Regions from separate parts of the Sus scrofa genome. Here region 1 is linked to region 2. Evidence: chromatin contacts called from public HiChIP or PLAC-seq data. All regions are on one chromosome and are shown on one strand. Each heading gives the region's core, a stretch centred on a gene start, on an enhancer-like site or on the middle of the called end of the contact. The rest is flanking DNA. Distances are from core to core; before and after follow the strand shown. Region 1 overlaps SRGAP2 (SLIT-ROBO Rho GTPase-activating protein 2). Region 2 overlaps SRGAP2 (SLIT-ROBO Rho GTPase-activating protein 2).

What was found. HiChIP or PLAC-seq counts read pairs in DNA pulled down with a chosen protein or histone mark.
Region 1: an H3K27ac HiChIP or PLAC-seq map of alveolar macrophages shows a contact between it and region 2. The contact joins two enhancer-like sites. A contact is called at or near these places in 1 of 47 Hi-C or Micro-C datasets (embryonic fibroblasts) and 2 of 2 datasets of contacts at active chromatin or transcription factors (alveolar macrophages and skeletal muscle).

Annotation. Positions count from the first base shown.
Region 1 is chr9:67,016,025-67,022,677 of Sscrofa11.1, reverse strand. All of the region lies in intron 4 of SRGAP2 (SLIT-ROBO Rho GTPase-activating protein 2), which reads right to left. Among named protein-coding and RNA genes, the nearest start is that of IKBKE, 100 kb to the left of the region's middle. Within about 2 kb of position 4,372, at least 12 of the 83 cell types and tissues checked have an H3K27ac peak or open chromatin away from gene starts, as enhancers often do. A contact at or near this core is called in alveolar macrophages, where this site is marked.
Region 2 is chr9:66,881,809-66,889,514 of Sscrofa11.1, reverse strand. All of the region lies in intron 2 of SRGAP2 (SLIT-ROBO Rho GTPase-activating protein 2), which reads right to left. Among named protein-coding and RNA genes, the nearest start is that of FAM72A, 46 kb to the right of the region's middle. Within about 2 kb of position 6,099, at least 7 of the 83 cell types and tissues checked have an H3K27ac peak or open chromatin away from gene starts, as enhancers often do. A contact at or near this core is called in alveolar macrophages, where this site is marked.

The sequences.
Region 1 (6,653 bases), core at 3,123-5,622, 130 kb before region 2:
GATTCCTCTGGGGCCAAGCTACTTCTATCTATGCAAGGGGACTCTTTCTATACCGCTTTCACTCAAAAATCCCCATGATGTGAGTTTCCTGGTGGCTTAGTGGGTTAAGGATCCAGCATTGTCACTGCTGTGGCTCTGGTTACTGCTGTGGCATAGGTTCAATCGATCCCTGGCCCAGGAACTTCTGCATGCTGCAGGTATGGCCAAAAAAACGAAAAAAAAGAAAAAAATAAAGGATAGCGTATGATGGCTCTAGCAGGCCTGTGCTCTAGTTATATACTCTGAGGAGCCCACGGGAGCATAAAATACAAATACACTGAATTGCAAGACTTTTATAGAAAGGCAGGCTGGGAGCTGCCTCAAGAGGGACATTTGAAGTGCTTTTACCTTCTGAAGATAAGGCAGAATAGGATTTAAAAAAAAAAATACACTTCAGGAGTTCCCATCGTGGCACAGTGGTTAATGAATCCGACTAGGAACCATGAGGATGTGGATTCGATCCCTGGCCTTGCTCAGTGGGTTAAGGATCCGGCGTTTCCGTGAGCTGTGGTGTAGGTTGCAGACGCCGCTTGGATCTGGAGTTGCTGTGGCTGTGGCGTAGGCTGGCAGCTGTAGCTCGGAGTGGACCCCTAGCCTGAGAACCTCCACATGCTGCAGGTGTGGCCCTAAAAAGACAAAAGAAAAAAAACCCACACTTTTGAAATTTCAATCCAATGTAATATCTGTGTCTACAGTAAAAGTACTTTTTGTTTACACTGTATTCTGATGTTTCCTATTCTTGTCTCCTCCATTTAGTCATAATTCACTAAATTCCTTTTACAACTCATCAATAATGAGTCATTATACACAGGCCTAAAAAGACTGGGCACACTGTAATTGCGGAATTACTAAAGAAAAGAGTTGGTTACTGACTGAAGCCCACCAACCAAGACACGTGTTAAGTAACGTGGCCTTTAAGGTGGCTGATGGCATGTTTTGAAGTAGGTTCAATTACTAGATCTTGGCAAGGGGGAAATGCTGAATTTTAAGGAGTGATCAATAAAAAGTCCATGGCAAATATTTACTGAATGTTATGATGTGTTAAGCACTTGCAGTTTAATGGAAAATATAGATGTATACAAAATAGTTTAAAAGTTTATAATCTACTGAGAAAGATCGACATTAAGCTGATGTTTGAGCCTATCCGCATGCAACTCTTCCAGACTCAAAAATATTACTAGAAATGGAATTTCTTAAGCTGCTTTTCTAGTTCAAGATCAATTTCTTTTTCAATCTCAGCCAAGAGCTTTCCACACTTAACCTAACTCCAGAGCAAGCTGAATCTAGCTTGCCAGAAACAGAAATGGGATTTCAAAAGATCTTGCTATTACATAGCACATCCTTTCTTTGAACTTGCCTTTCTAAGTTACTAATAGATATTTCAAGTGATAATGATACTGCTTCGGTATAAGTGACTCCCAGAGCCATCACATTTCATTTTTAAAGAATCCCTTGAGCTTCTCAGTACCATAAAACTAAAAACTCACCAGTTGCTTCTTCACTCAGAAGAGAATGTGTAGCTAAATTCTCTCAGCGACCAGAGTCACATTTTAAAAGAAAATATCAGAAACCTGACACAGTCTGAGACCCAATACCTGTCCCAGAATTTGTCTTTTGAAACACAATTGGTTTCTTCATTAGATTCCAGTTTAATTATCTAAAGAACTGAATCTTAAAAAAAGTACCAAAGCTAAAATAATGAAAGAGACAGGTTACAACTTTTAAGGCATCTTTCTATCTTCCAGGGTGCCCAGTCCACTGCTTTGTACACAGCAGGTGTAAGATAATCAGTTGTCAAATCAATTAGATAAATTATTATTATTATTTTGCTTTTTAGGGCTGCAGCTGTGGCATATGGAGGTTCCCAGGTTAGGGGTCTAATCAAAGCTACAGCTGCCAGCCTGCACCAAAGCCACAGCAATGCCAGATCCTTAACCCGCTGAGCCGAGGCCAGGGATCAGACCTGAAACCTCAGGTTCCTAGTCGGATTCGCTTCTCTGTGCCACAACAGGAACTCCCAATTAGATACATTTTTAGGCTGAAACATTATGCTTTCACATAATCACAAGAATAAAATAATATAGCTGCATTTAATTCATAGACGTAATTGAAAGTGGAAACTCCATCAGAAGATAACCATATAAACTCCCTCAGGTTATAGTTCACAGATGAGCCCCAAAAGTTGAAATGACTTTTCCAGGGTCACATAACTGTACTCAGAGGGGTGAAACACACAGGCTCCAGAGTAGGATTTGAATCCCGTTTCCACTTCCCAATTGTGTGACCTTGGGTAAAATCTCTAACCATTCTATGCTTCAGTTTCCACGTCTGTAAAAGAGGACAATAAATTGATAATCCATGTAAAGTGCTTAAGACTGAATCTAGCACTTGGTATGCTCAATAAATGTTAGCTATTATTAATACTAGGGTCCAGGTCTCTCAATACCCACTGGATGCTCTACCACACTGGGCTGCCTCTGTAGGTACCCTCGAAACATGAAATGATCATGATATGTGGAATTGGTAGAGCCCCCAGAAGTTAATCCCCAGGCAGGATTGCAGCTAACTCCCTCCAAGGAAGGGGCTCGCTCAACCGCAGGGAAGAAGAATCTTTGGCTCTCCTAACGCTCTTGCTGCACCATCTAGTCCCCTCCCCAGTTTCAGTAAAGACCAAAGTAAAAATGACTCTGTAAGATATATGCAGATTTCCTACGGGGTGTTTAGCCACAAGGAGGAAACTGGAGGAGGTATGTTGAGCAAAATAAAAAAGGACAGAATTCCTTTCTAGCTCTCTGGGTAGTTTCAACAGAAACGATCCTTCTCAGATGCACAACCAGGACATGGTTCAATTGGGGTCATAAATTAAATGTCCAAAGGTAGGTGCTCCCAACTGCTTAGGTCAGAGAAGACAAAAAAATGTCCAGGACTAAGTTCTGATTTAATGAAATCCAAGAGCTTTCTCCTCTAGGGCATGTGTTTGTGAAAGCCATTTCCTTAAGGCTTTCCCAGAAGTTCTGGAATGCATGAGTAGTCAGACTTCATCACCCACCAGTACTGCTAAGTGAGCCCTGGGAGAAAATCCATTCTTTGCCATGACAGTGAACTCTGTGGATTGAACATCGACCTCCCGCGGCCGCTTACTATGCTGTTCCAACTGACCAGAGCCTCTTGTCAGGGAAACCTATGATTAGGACAAGACTGAGTCCCACTGGACTGGGGCAGGGGTGGGGTGGGAGTGAGGGAGTAGGACAAGGTTGAAGGCCCTCTGCTCTCCCAAAACCTTAGATGGCACAGTCTAAAACACGGTCCTCTAACCATCTGAATGTCCCTCCATGGCTGTTTCAATCTTTTGGATGGCCTATTCTAATGCTAAGAAAATAAGCTGAAAGCAACGTCCCTACAAGGAAAGAGACAATCAAGTCTGAGGCTTCATTTCTTAAACCATCACTGTGATCCTTCTCTTGGCAAATTTCCATCTTTAGCTCTTGGGGATAATGATTTCAGTGGGAGTGTAATATTGTCTTTAGGCCCTGATCTCCAGTGCCCAAGGACTTCGTGAGGTCATATTGAGGATGAGTGATCACCCCGTGTCTCAGGCAGGACACTAAAGTCATAAAACAGTGTCTTGATGACCATGGCTCCTTGGGTAGACTGGGACACAGGACAAAAGACACAAACGCAAACAGGCAATCTGAAAGCACAAATCTCTCAGCAGCTCTAAAATGAACTCTGGAAGAAAAACAGTCAATGGGGAGTTCCCGGCGTGATGCAGAGGAAACAGGTTCGACTAAGAACCATGAGATTGCAGGTTTGATCCCTGGTCTTGCTCAGTGGGTGAAGGATCCGGTGTTGCTGTGAACTATGGTGCAGGTTGCAGATGTGGCTAGGATCTGGCATTGCTGTGGCTCTGGCGTAGGCTGGCAGCTGTAGCTCCGATTGGACCCCAAGCCTGGGAACCTCCATATGCCTTGGGTGTGGCCCTAAAAAGACAAAAGACAAAAACAAAACAAACAAAAAAACCCCCAAAAAACAACAGCCTATCCATGGCTTGCAACTGGGCAAGAAGGGGGAAATAAAAAAGCCAGAATGATAGGATGTGTATAAGCATATGCCCGCCTACAATAAGGAATTCCCAGGGGATGGGGGATGGGAAGAATACCCCTGCGGCTCCCAGATGACTGGGAGAAGGCTGGAAGAACAAGAGTTAATAAAGTCCATCTGAACGTTGGCAGCGTGAACAGGGAAAGGAGCCACGCAGCCTGGTAGGAAGTAAGTCAGTCAGCAGCACCCATACAGGAAATGCCTGGGGCACTGGGAAAATCGCTGATTAGATACTTTAGGAAAGAGGAACCCAGCAGCAAAGTCAGTTCATAGACTGAGTTGTAGTACTTTTGGAGTTCCCTTAGACTCTCACTGTCCAGAAAGCAAAGGAGGCTCCAGGGGATTCCACTGGGGAAAATGGGGTTTCCTGACACTCCAGGTGCCACAGTTGGACCCAGAGAAGCATAAAGCCAACTCTGGGAGACAAGCAGAGCAGTGCACTCCCCAGGGGCTGGGGTGGTGCTCTGAGCCTGGACTGTTTCCTTGGTGACAGTGGTCTGTACCCTCTTGTCTTTGTCACGCTATGTCATGTGCATAGTCACTCCCAGCAGTCTACATACAACTAAGAAAATCTACATCCGTGGGGGAAGGTACCGTGGTCTCCCTTGCCAGTACCTCATCCCAAGTGAAAAATCCCTGAATTGTGAGAAGGAGGATGTCTTGAGTTTGGACCTGACTCCAGCTCTGTTTTCTCACCTAACTGCTTCAAATACTTCCTCTTTAATTCAAGCTTTATAAATTTTCCTGGTACACCACAAAGAACTTCTATCTGCTTACAACTGTTAGGCATAGCGCCGTGTAGGCTGGGTTTGTTCACTGTTTTTCATATCTCCTAAATCTTTACTCATTTTTTGTGTGTTTGTTTTTGTCTAGTTGTGTGATCATTCACTAAGACAGGTGTATTAGATCTCTCACTGGGGTTGATGATCAATTTTCCTTTAAACTCTGTTCATTTTTTGATTTATAGGCTTTAAGGCTGCATTTAAGTATATACTTCTTCCTGGTAACTTAAATCTTTAATTATTATGAAATGTCCTTCTTAATCTCTAATAATACTTTTTGTATTAAAATCTATCTGGTCTGATTTTATCAGAACTATCGTTTCCTATCATTTTGCTTTAACTCTTTCTTTTCTTTTTTTTTTTCTGCTTTTTAGGGCCACACCCATGGCATATGGAGGTTCCCAGGCTAGGAGTCGAATTGGAGCTACAGCTGCGGCCTACGCTACAGCCATGGCGACACAGGATCTGAGCCACGTCTGCAACCTACTCTACACTCATGGCAATGCCAGATCCTTAACCCACTGAGCGAGGGCAGGGATCGAACCTGCAACCTAAGGTTCCTAGTCAGATTCGTTGCCACTGAGCCACATCAGGAACTCCTTTTTTTTTTTTTTTTTAACTCTTTCTATATCTTTATATTATGGTACTACTTTTATAAGCAATGTAAGCTTCAGTTTTGTTTATTTAGAATCTGTTTTTTAATTTTGCATTAGTCTGTTTGTGCTTATTGTAATTACCTATACATCTAGGTTTAAATCCACTTAATAGTTTATGATATTTGTTCTTCTTATCTCTACAGTCCCTTTTCTCTCATTTTTTTACCTTCTTTTTTCCCTTCCACTTAAAAAAAATTCAGTGAAAGTCACTCTTTTTGGTTTATTCTACGTGTTTTGACCAATGTACCCAAGTGTGTAACCAGCACCACAATTAAGACATAGACATCATTCACTTCACTCAGGCTGCCCCTTTGTAGCTGAACTCTCCTCCACCCATAACCCCTGAAAGCCAATGCTGTGCCCTACATTCCTACAGCTTTGTCTTTACCAGAATCTTTCAGGCTATTTTGTATTTATCGTTTCCCCTTCTCTTAGATTGGCAGAGATACTAATTCTTTAGTGAAAACCCTAAAGTAAATACACATCCTTGACTTGCCAGAGTCTAATATAAATTAATCCTCTTACCACTTGCTGAGCAATACCTTCAAACCCATTTCTCCATCTCTGCCTAGACATGGATTCTATTGTTGCCATTTACATAAATTTTACATATGTTTAAAACCCCATAAGAGATTATTTCTTAAAGTTGGTATTCATTTAGATGTACGCTCACATATTGTTTCTCTTCATTCATTCCAGCATATCCAAGCCTTTACCTGCGAGCATTTTATTTCTGCCTGAAGAATACCATCCAGGATTTCTTTAGTGCAAATTCTGCTGATGATAAGTTCTATTAGATTTTTCTTGTCTGACACTGTCTACTTCACTTTCATTTTTTTTAACATTTTATTTTTTCTATTATAGTTGATTTAAAATGTTCTGTCAATGTCTGCTGTACAGCAAAGTGACCCAGTCATAGGTGTATATATATATATATGTACATATACACATTCTTTATACATATATATATACATTATTTTTATCATTTTTCTCATTATATAATATATATATACATACATATATATACACACACATTCTTTTTCTCATTATCCTCCAGCATGTTCCATCACAAGTG
Region 2 (7,706 bases), core at 4,850-7,349:
AGCAGAGTGCAAAGATAGGACTGTGCTAGGATGGTTGACATTATTAAAGGGAACATCATGAACCCCATACTGAGAAACAAGAGTCAGAGGGGGAGAGCAGGAGAAGGCAAGGTCAGGTAGATAGCAGGGGCCCAATCACGTCTGGAAAGCAAAAACCACCAGTGGGTCTGAACGAAGGAGCAACAGGATGTGAACTCCATTTTTTACAAAAGATTGCTCTGGTTGTTGTGTCGGGAATAGATGGAAGGAGGCAAGAGTGGAGGCGAGGAGACCCGTTAGGAGGCTGCTGTGAGAGTCCAGGTGAGAGACGATGCAGCTGGGCCCAGGGTAGCAGCCGGGGCGGGGGAGGCGCCAGGGGATGACACACGCTGAAGGAAATAGGACACCAGGGGACAGGACCTTGGGAAATCTTGGAACTACTACAGAATTAATGAAGCTGAACGGCACTAAATTCCAACATCCACCATGAGATTTTAAGATTTAGGTGTTTGTTCATCTCCATCATCCAGTGTCCAACAGGGTCCCTGACACAGAAGGGGTATATAGAAAATGCTGAATGAATAATCGCGGGACTGAATATGTGATGAGGCCAGAAGATCTGCAGCCGGATAGGTCATCAGGAAACAAAAAGCATTTGGTACTAGACATATTTTACTAACAATTAGATCCTTCCGCCTGGGTGAATCGATCTCGTTTTGTAAAAAAATTCCCCTTTGTAACTTGGCAGTGGGCAGTACTGAAGCAGACTGAAAACTTCACATAATGCAGCTGAGGCTCTAAGAGGCCATTGTGGGTTTTTTTGGTTTCTTTTGTTCTGTTTTGTTTTTGCTTTTTAGGGCTGAATCTGCGGCATATGGAGGTTCCCAGGCTAGGGGTCCAATCAGAGCTATACCACAGCCACAGCAACTTGGGATCCGAGCCCCATCTTCGACCTACACCACAGCTCACGGCAACGCCGGATCCTTCACCCACTGAGCAAGGCCAGGGGTTGAACCTGGATCCTCATGGATATGAGTTGGATTCATTTCCACTGTGCCACGACAGGAACCCTCATAAGGGGCCATTTGCAATCACCAAACCTCAGCACCTCCCACCTAAAATATAGGGAGAAACGCTTCATGTGGAATCTCGTGTGTTTTCATGAATACTGAGTCATGAGGGTAACTAGAAAGGTATGACTATGAATAATGACATTATCACAACAACAAGGACTAACACAAGCCCAATCTGCACTGTTCCGACAGGACCAGGCTGTTCTTGAATGTGCTGCCCTTCCTCTGCGAAACTCAGGAAAGGAATTTCTAGACACCCCCTTGCCCGCCTCCATTCCCCCCACACCATAGCACTGCTCTGAAAAAAAGCGACAGTTCCCAACTACAGACGCCTCTCTCTGTCAAGGTGATACTTGAGAGTCCCAAGGTTCTTAACCCACAGAAACTGACAATGTGCAAAACAGATTCAGCATCAGGGAGAAATAACAGCAAAGGTGTGTTTATAAACCACATTCTGGCAGCAGATTTCTCAGTGAAGTCATTGATCATCTCAAAGAGCTAAATTAAAACCCCACATTACTCAGGAAGTAGGTGTGAGAAACATCTTATTTACCAAATTAGAAAAAGGAGGAAGAAAGATATGACATGCACGGTGGCGGAGACCAAATTACACGGTGAGGGAAGCTGCAACATTTGGGAGACCCAGTCCGAGGCGGATTTGTCAGCTGAGTCGGAAATCATTTGATGTGACCTTGGACTAATTATTTAACTTCTGTGCCTCTGTCTCCCATCTGCGCCTGGATCTCCCACTCCCTGTAAAGGAGAGCAGTGATTTCAGACCCTCCTGTTTGGACAGGGATGTTCTGAAGCTGAGATCTTGTCTCTGGAAGCCCCAGAGGGTTCCTGGAGAAGGACAGTCCACACACAGAGGGCAATGTCTTTCGTAAGATAATTAAAGAGATCAGGCTGCTCTTAGAAACACTCCCACACTACGGAGGCTCCCCGTGTCATGGCTCCAGAGTTAGACAACCAAACTACTGCCTAAAATGCCAAACCCAGGGTTGGGGCCAGTCCTTCTGCAGATAAGGTCAAGACCTTACTGTGAACCCAATCCCACATGTATAATAACTACATTCAAGTGTCTAGTAAACATGTAAACACCGTTTGGTGGTGCTTTTAAATCACCAAGATCTCCCTGACCTGACCCCATGGTTACCTATTTGGCGAGATGGTGTGTAAGGTATGAAAGAACAGATGGGCCGTGATCATGAACTCCTGGGCTAGTCCTGATCCTCAATTTCCACCTCTGTATTACAAAGCTAAGAATAATGAGGAAAGATGTGAAATGTTGCAGGCACAGGCCAGGGATCATAGAAGGAACAAAATAAGTACCCAAACCCTCCTCCCTCCTGGGGCTCTGCTCAATAAATAACAAGTGCTGTTAATCCTTTAATCACAGTTCCAGGGAAAAAAAAGAAAAGAAAAGAAACAGAAAAGGGTTCACCCATAAATATCTTCACTGCTTTTATTCTCCTATAACCCTTTCTTTGACTGGAGCAGAGTAAACAGGCTGAACTTTCAGGAGGATCATAACGCGAGATGTCCCAGGTAAGCCAGACTCATAAACTCCAGACAATTAGGAGGAGACTGGCTTTTCACGGACTGCCCCCTACCTGGCCTACTCAATGACAGAAGCAGACCTGGTCCTTTGTCCCAGCTTCCCAAAGGAATCCATTACCAGGCACACGTGGCTCCGGTGGGATGTCGGGTCAAAGGCTTTCTATTCCGGCGATTGTGGTCTAAGAATAGAAGTCCTGAACACCAGGCAAATGGATTCACAAGGATCGTGTTCATTTACTGTTCAAGTCACCCTCCAAGGACTATTTAAAGCACAAGGCCGGCAAGCCCTGTGCTCTGAACAGGAGATGGAGACAGGGAAACGAGCAGAGCATGTTGTTAATATAGTTCTCCAACGTACACACACAGCGCAACTTGTAAACCCCAGTTTGGGACGCAGGGTCCATCCTCACCAGCTCAGACGTTTCACCTGGCTGTCTGTCAACCCCTGAGCAGGAACCGTCAAGTTCATCTTCCAAATGGAGAGATGGCAAGCATGGAGGGACAGAGGCGTACATTCCGAAGTCCCCTGTGAGTAACAGAAACGGCTGGAGCAGATGTGTGTTCCCACGCCGGGCCCTCCCTAGGCATTCCACCTTCTCTCGCTCTAAACTCACGACCTCCCCACAAGGCAGGCAGTTGTTCTGCTCACTTTTTTTCTTTTTCTTTTCCTTTTCTTTTCTTTTTTTGCTTTTCTAGGGCCGCACCCTCCGCATATGGAAGTTACCAGGCTAGGGGTAGAATCGGAGCTGTTGCTGCCAGCCTATACCACAGCCACGGCAACACCAGATCTGAGCCATGTCTGTGATCTACATCACAGCCACAGCATCGCCAGATCCGAGCTGTGTCTTCAATCTACACCACAGCTCACGGCAACGTCAGATCCTTAACCCACTGAATGAGGCCAGGGATCGAACCCGCGTCCTCATGGATGCTAGTCGGGTTCGTTAACCACTGAGCCACGACAGGAACTCCCTGCTCACGTTTTCTAATGGGAACACGGAGGTCCTAGGAGATTAAGCCATGTGCTCCAAGCGACACACCTAATACAAGACTGGCACACTCACTACCTGAACTCCGGTCTCTCTGACACTAAAGCTTGTTGTTCGGGCTTTTGTTTGTTTCTAGTTACACCATACTCTCTCTTGGTTTCTCTCCGCTAACTTCCGAACTCAAGGGACCTATAATCCAAAACCAAACTAATATTTAGACATGAGGTCTCATGCCTTCTTCCTGATGTCATCAAGGTGGTGAGCAAAGAGCCTTGGCCACCCAAGGCCGTCAGCAGTGTCTTTCAGGGACAGACACCAGACCATAATTCCAATTAGCTAGACAAAACACATGAATTCCACATCGGAGGGACCTTTCCCAGAAAACAACAGAAGACCTTTAGCCCCTGATAATACTTCATCTCATCACTTCTCCCGTCCAGACAGCCCTTTGCTTCAGCTGGCTTCACATATTCTGGACCACACGGAAGACAGATCCAGCACCTTGGAAACATGAAGCCCAACAGGCAAGTTTTCTGGGATCCCATCAACGTTTTATTTTATTTTGTGAAGTCATTTCCCTGTCCAGCTTCCCTGGTGCATATCTCGTGTCAGACCTCACATTTCCTGGACCACATGTAAAGGGACAACTCAGCCCACATTCCACAGAACTGATCACAATTCGTCAGATCAAGGGCAAGATCAAATCTCTAGTCTCTCACTTTTGCAGCTCTTAGAGAAAATTACCTTCTTGGAATTTTTTATTTATTTATTTATTTTTTATTTTTTTGGTCTTTTTAGGGCCCCATCCGCGGCATATAGAAGTTCCCAGGCTAGGGGTCGAATGGGAGCTGTGGCTTCCAGCCTACACCACAGCCACAGCAATGCCAGATCCAAACTGCACCTGCGACCTACATCACAGCTCGCGGCAACGCCAGATCCTTAACCTACTGAGCGAGGCCAGGGACCGAACTCGCGTCCTCATGGACACTAGGGTCATCAATAGCAAGTGGGGGGGGAAGTCATGCAAAAAAATTCAGTAGTGGAGATAAGCCAGCAAAAGTAAATGCGACACAGTCCAAATCAAGCTGGGCACATTCTCACAATCTGCTGGAAATGACTTTACCTGAAGCCTGCGGGACTCCTTAAACTCAGCACTGAGATGGTGAGGTCTCCACAGGGACCCTTGGCAGGAACTTCCACACTCTTCCAAGCTAGGTCTCCAAGGCCTGGCGCTGACAGGGTCACCACTTTCATGGAGAAGCTTACAATTCTGTTCTCTCCTCTCCTCCCCCCATGAGACATGCTAACTGGCACTTGTTTTATCTACGAAGGCTAGCCTGTGGCAGCGGCATAGTGTGACAGCTGGAAAATTCGGGGACCTCAGCAGTCAATGCACAGAGTTACCACAAACAGAAGCATGCTGTGAACCAGTTGTCAAAGTCTCCAGCCGGGCTTTCCCTCACACTCATCTCACACGAATCTTAATCCGATCAGGAGAGAGATAAAAGCAGACCCTGAGGTTCCTGTGCATCCCTCTAAAGGAGGGAAAATTTTCTTTCTTTCAAGAGGGGTGACCTGGCCATAATAACCTTTGGGGTGGCTAAATGGCCTTGGTGTTCTGAGCAAAAAAAGAAAGAAAGGAAATGAGACTTTTTTTTTGTTGTTCCATTTAGGGAAATGAGGAAGTGGAATGGTTTCTCTCCAGGCCCGATCCCTTTCTGAGAGTCGGTTTGGAGGTAATGTCATAATTTCAGGCTCTCCTTGCAGAAATCCTCCTTGCATTTCATACCAGGTTCTAAATAAAGACGTGCTCTTGGTTGACTTGTAGCTGTTGTCAATATTAGGTTATAAGCACTGGGTAAGGGCTGGAGCCCAATCAAAGTATGCTTATAATAATGATCATTCAGAGGGAGCGACAGTGACCACACAGATCCTGGCTAATACCATCCAAACCCGAATCCAGGAAAATGCTGCCTGGAAGCATTCCTCCCTACCAATCACACCTTCAGACAGGGAAGCTGGGTGACTGGTCCAGTTTCCAGACCCTGATATATTCAAATCAACTGGTAGTCACTGAGTGACCAGAAAGTAGCCAGCAGGCACTGTGGCTTTAGCATGCGTCAGGCATTTCTACTCAGTCTTTAATTTGCAAAGGCCAATCGGGTTCGACCCCAACGTGAGAGACGGAACAACAAATCAAGGAAGACCTCAGTTCCTGCAGCAGGTTTAATCCAGGCAGCCGAGGCAGCCCCTGAGCCTCTTTCTCAAAGACTAAACCACTCAGAGCAGGAAGCGCTGGTCCATCTACCACGTAGATGCAGATCGTCCCTCTGAGAAGTAGGACAGGTTCCCAAGTCTTTCTCTCCTTTCTCTCTAGGTCCCTTCAAAGAAAAAGCCATCCCCTCCTCCATCTCAGCGTGGGACACACAAGTGTAACCTTTTCTACCAAAAGAGGAAGGTCTGGAGGACACTAGCAGCTACCAGGAGTTTCTCTATGACTCGAAGCCCCTTGGCTCTCGGCTGGGGCAGCCGGAGTCCACATTTAAAAGCATCTTGTTTCCTCTTCTTCTCTAGGTTAGAGCCCAGCTAAGAATAGCGAGCCATTCATGCCCATGTGTACACATCCTTTTCACTTGCTGTTTTCTCTTATATATGCATGAAACCCTGTTCTTGCATATCTTCCAAGGTAAACAAAAATATTTTTAAGTGGGCACAGAGCAGCAGTTTTATTCCCTGTCCAGTCTTCAAGAAGGCACTGCCCGGAGGAACTCCGCTCCAGAACCGAGTGTCACAGGAATGGTTGAGGCACCGGCTTCCTCTCTGAAGCCCCAAAGAGAGACTCACACTCAGAGAGGGGAACCCTAGTGGCAACAAGCTTAGGATTCCCTCGATCTGCCCAGACTCACCTCTGTGGATGTCCTAAACCTACAGAAGACCAGAAGGCCATAAAATTGGTCTCGTTTTATTAAGTTGAACCATATGAAAGTACCTACAAAATGAGGATTTCATATGACTTAAACTAACAGAATCCTAAAAAAGCTAATCAGGCATTTTGCAATGAGCAAGAATGCAAAATCCATTATTTCCCAGATAGCTCCACCCATGACCATTTCCTATTAGACTTTTTTTTTTTTTTTTTTTTTTTTTTTTGGCTGCGCCCATGGCATATGGAAGTTCCTGGGCCAGGGATTGAACCGGTGCCACAGCAGCAGCAGCAACCCGAGCCGCTGCAGTGATCACATCCAATCCTTAAGCCGCTGCACCACAGGAGAACTCCTTCCTATTAATCTTTAGTAACTAAAACATTTTTCAGGAAAGTTAAAAGCTGTAAGTTATAGGCTCATTATGGGACCCCTTGTAAGATAGGCTTGGCATTGGTAACAAATATCTTTTCTCTCCATTCCTTCCCTATCTGTATCCATATCCACATCCAACACCATTCTTGGTCCTCAAGAACTCACGAGTAACAGGCAAATAGAACACAGGGTGAGCAGTTGCCCTTGTGGTGAAGGGGAAACAAATCCGAGTAGGAACCATGAGGTTGCAGGTTCGATCCCTGGCCTCGCTCAGTGGGTTAGGGTTCTGGCGTTGCCATGAGCTGTCATGTAGGTCACAGAGGCGGTTCAGATCCTTTGTTGCTAGGGCTGTGGCGTAGGCTGGCAGATGTAGCTCCAATTCCACCACTGGCCTGGGAACCTCCATATGCTGAGGGTGGGCCCATAAAAAGCAAAAAAAAAAAAAAAAAAAAAAAGAAGGAAGAACACAGGGTGAAAACTGCTACTCTATAGAAAAATACACAGTCTGCATGTAGCTCAATTACAACATTTCCCACACTGAGCTTGGATGGTCGTTTGTATGTGGGCCTCGTGATCTGATGACACATACTCAGGGGCAGGAAGAGTGTTCTTTTTGTCTTTGAACCCCTGGCCTCCAGCACAGTTCTCACACACAGTCAGTGCTCAGTGATGTTTGTTGAGTGACTGAATGACTCAGAGGCTTGGGGCATCTCTCTAAACTGAGGCAAGTAAGCAGTGTTCCTATTACCAACTTTAATGTTCTTATCTGTTTTTGGCCACACCCACAGCATGCAGAAGTTCCTGGGGAT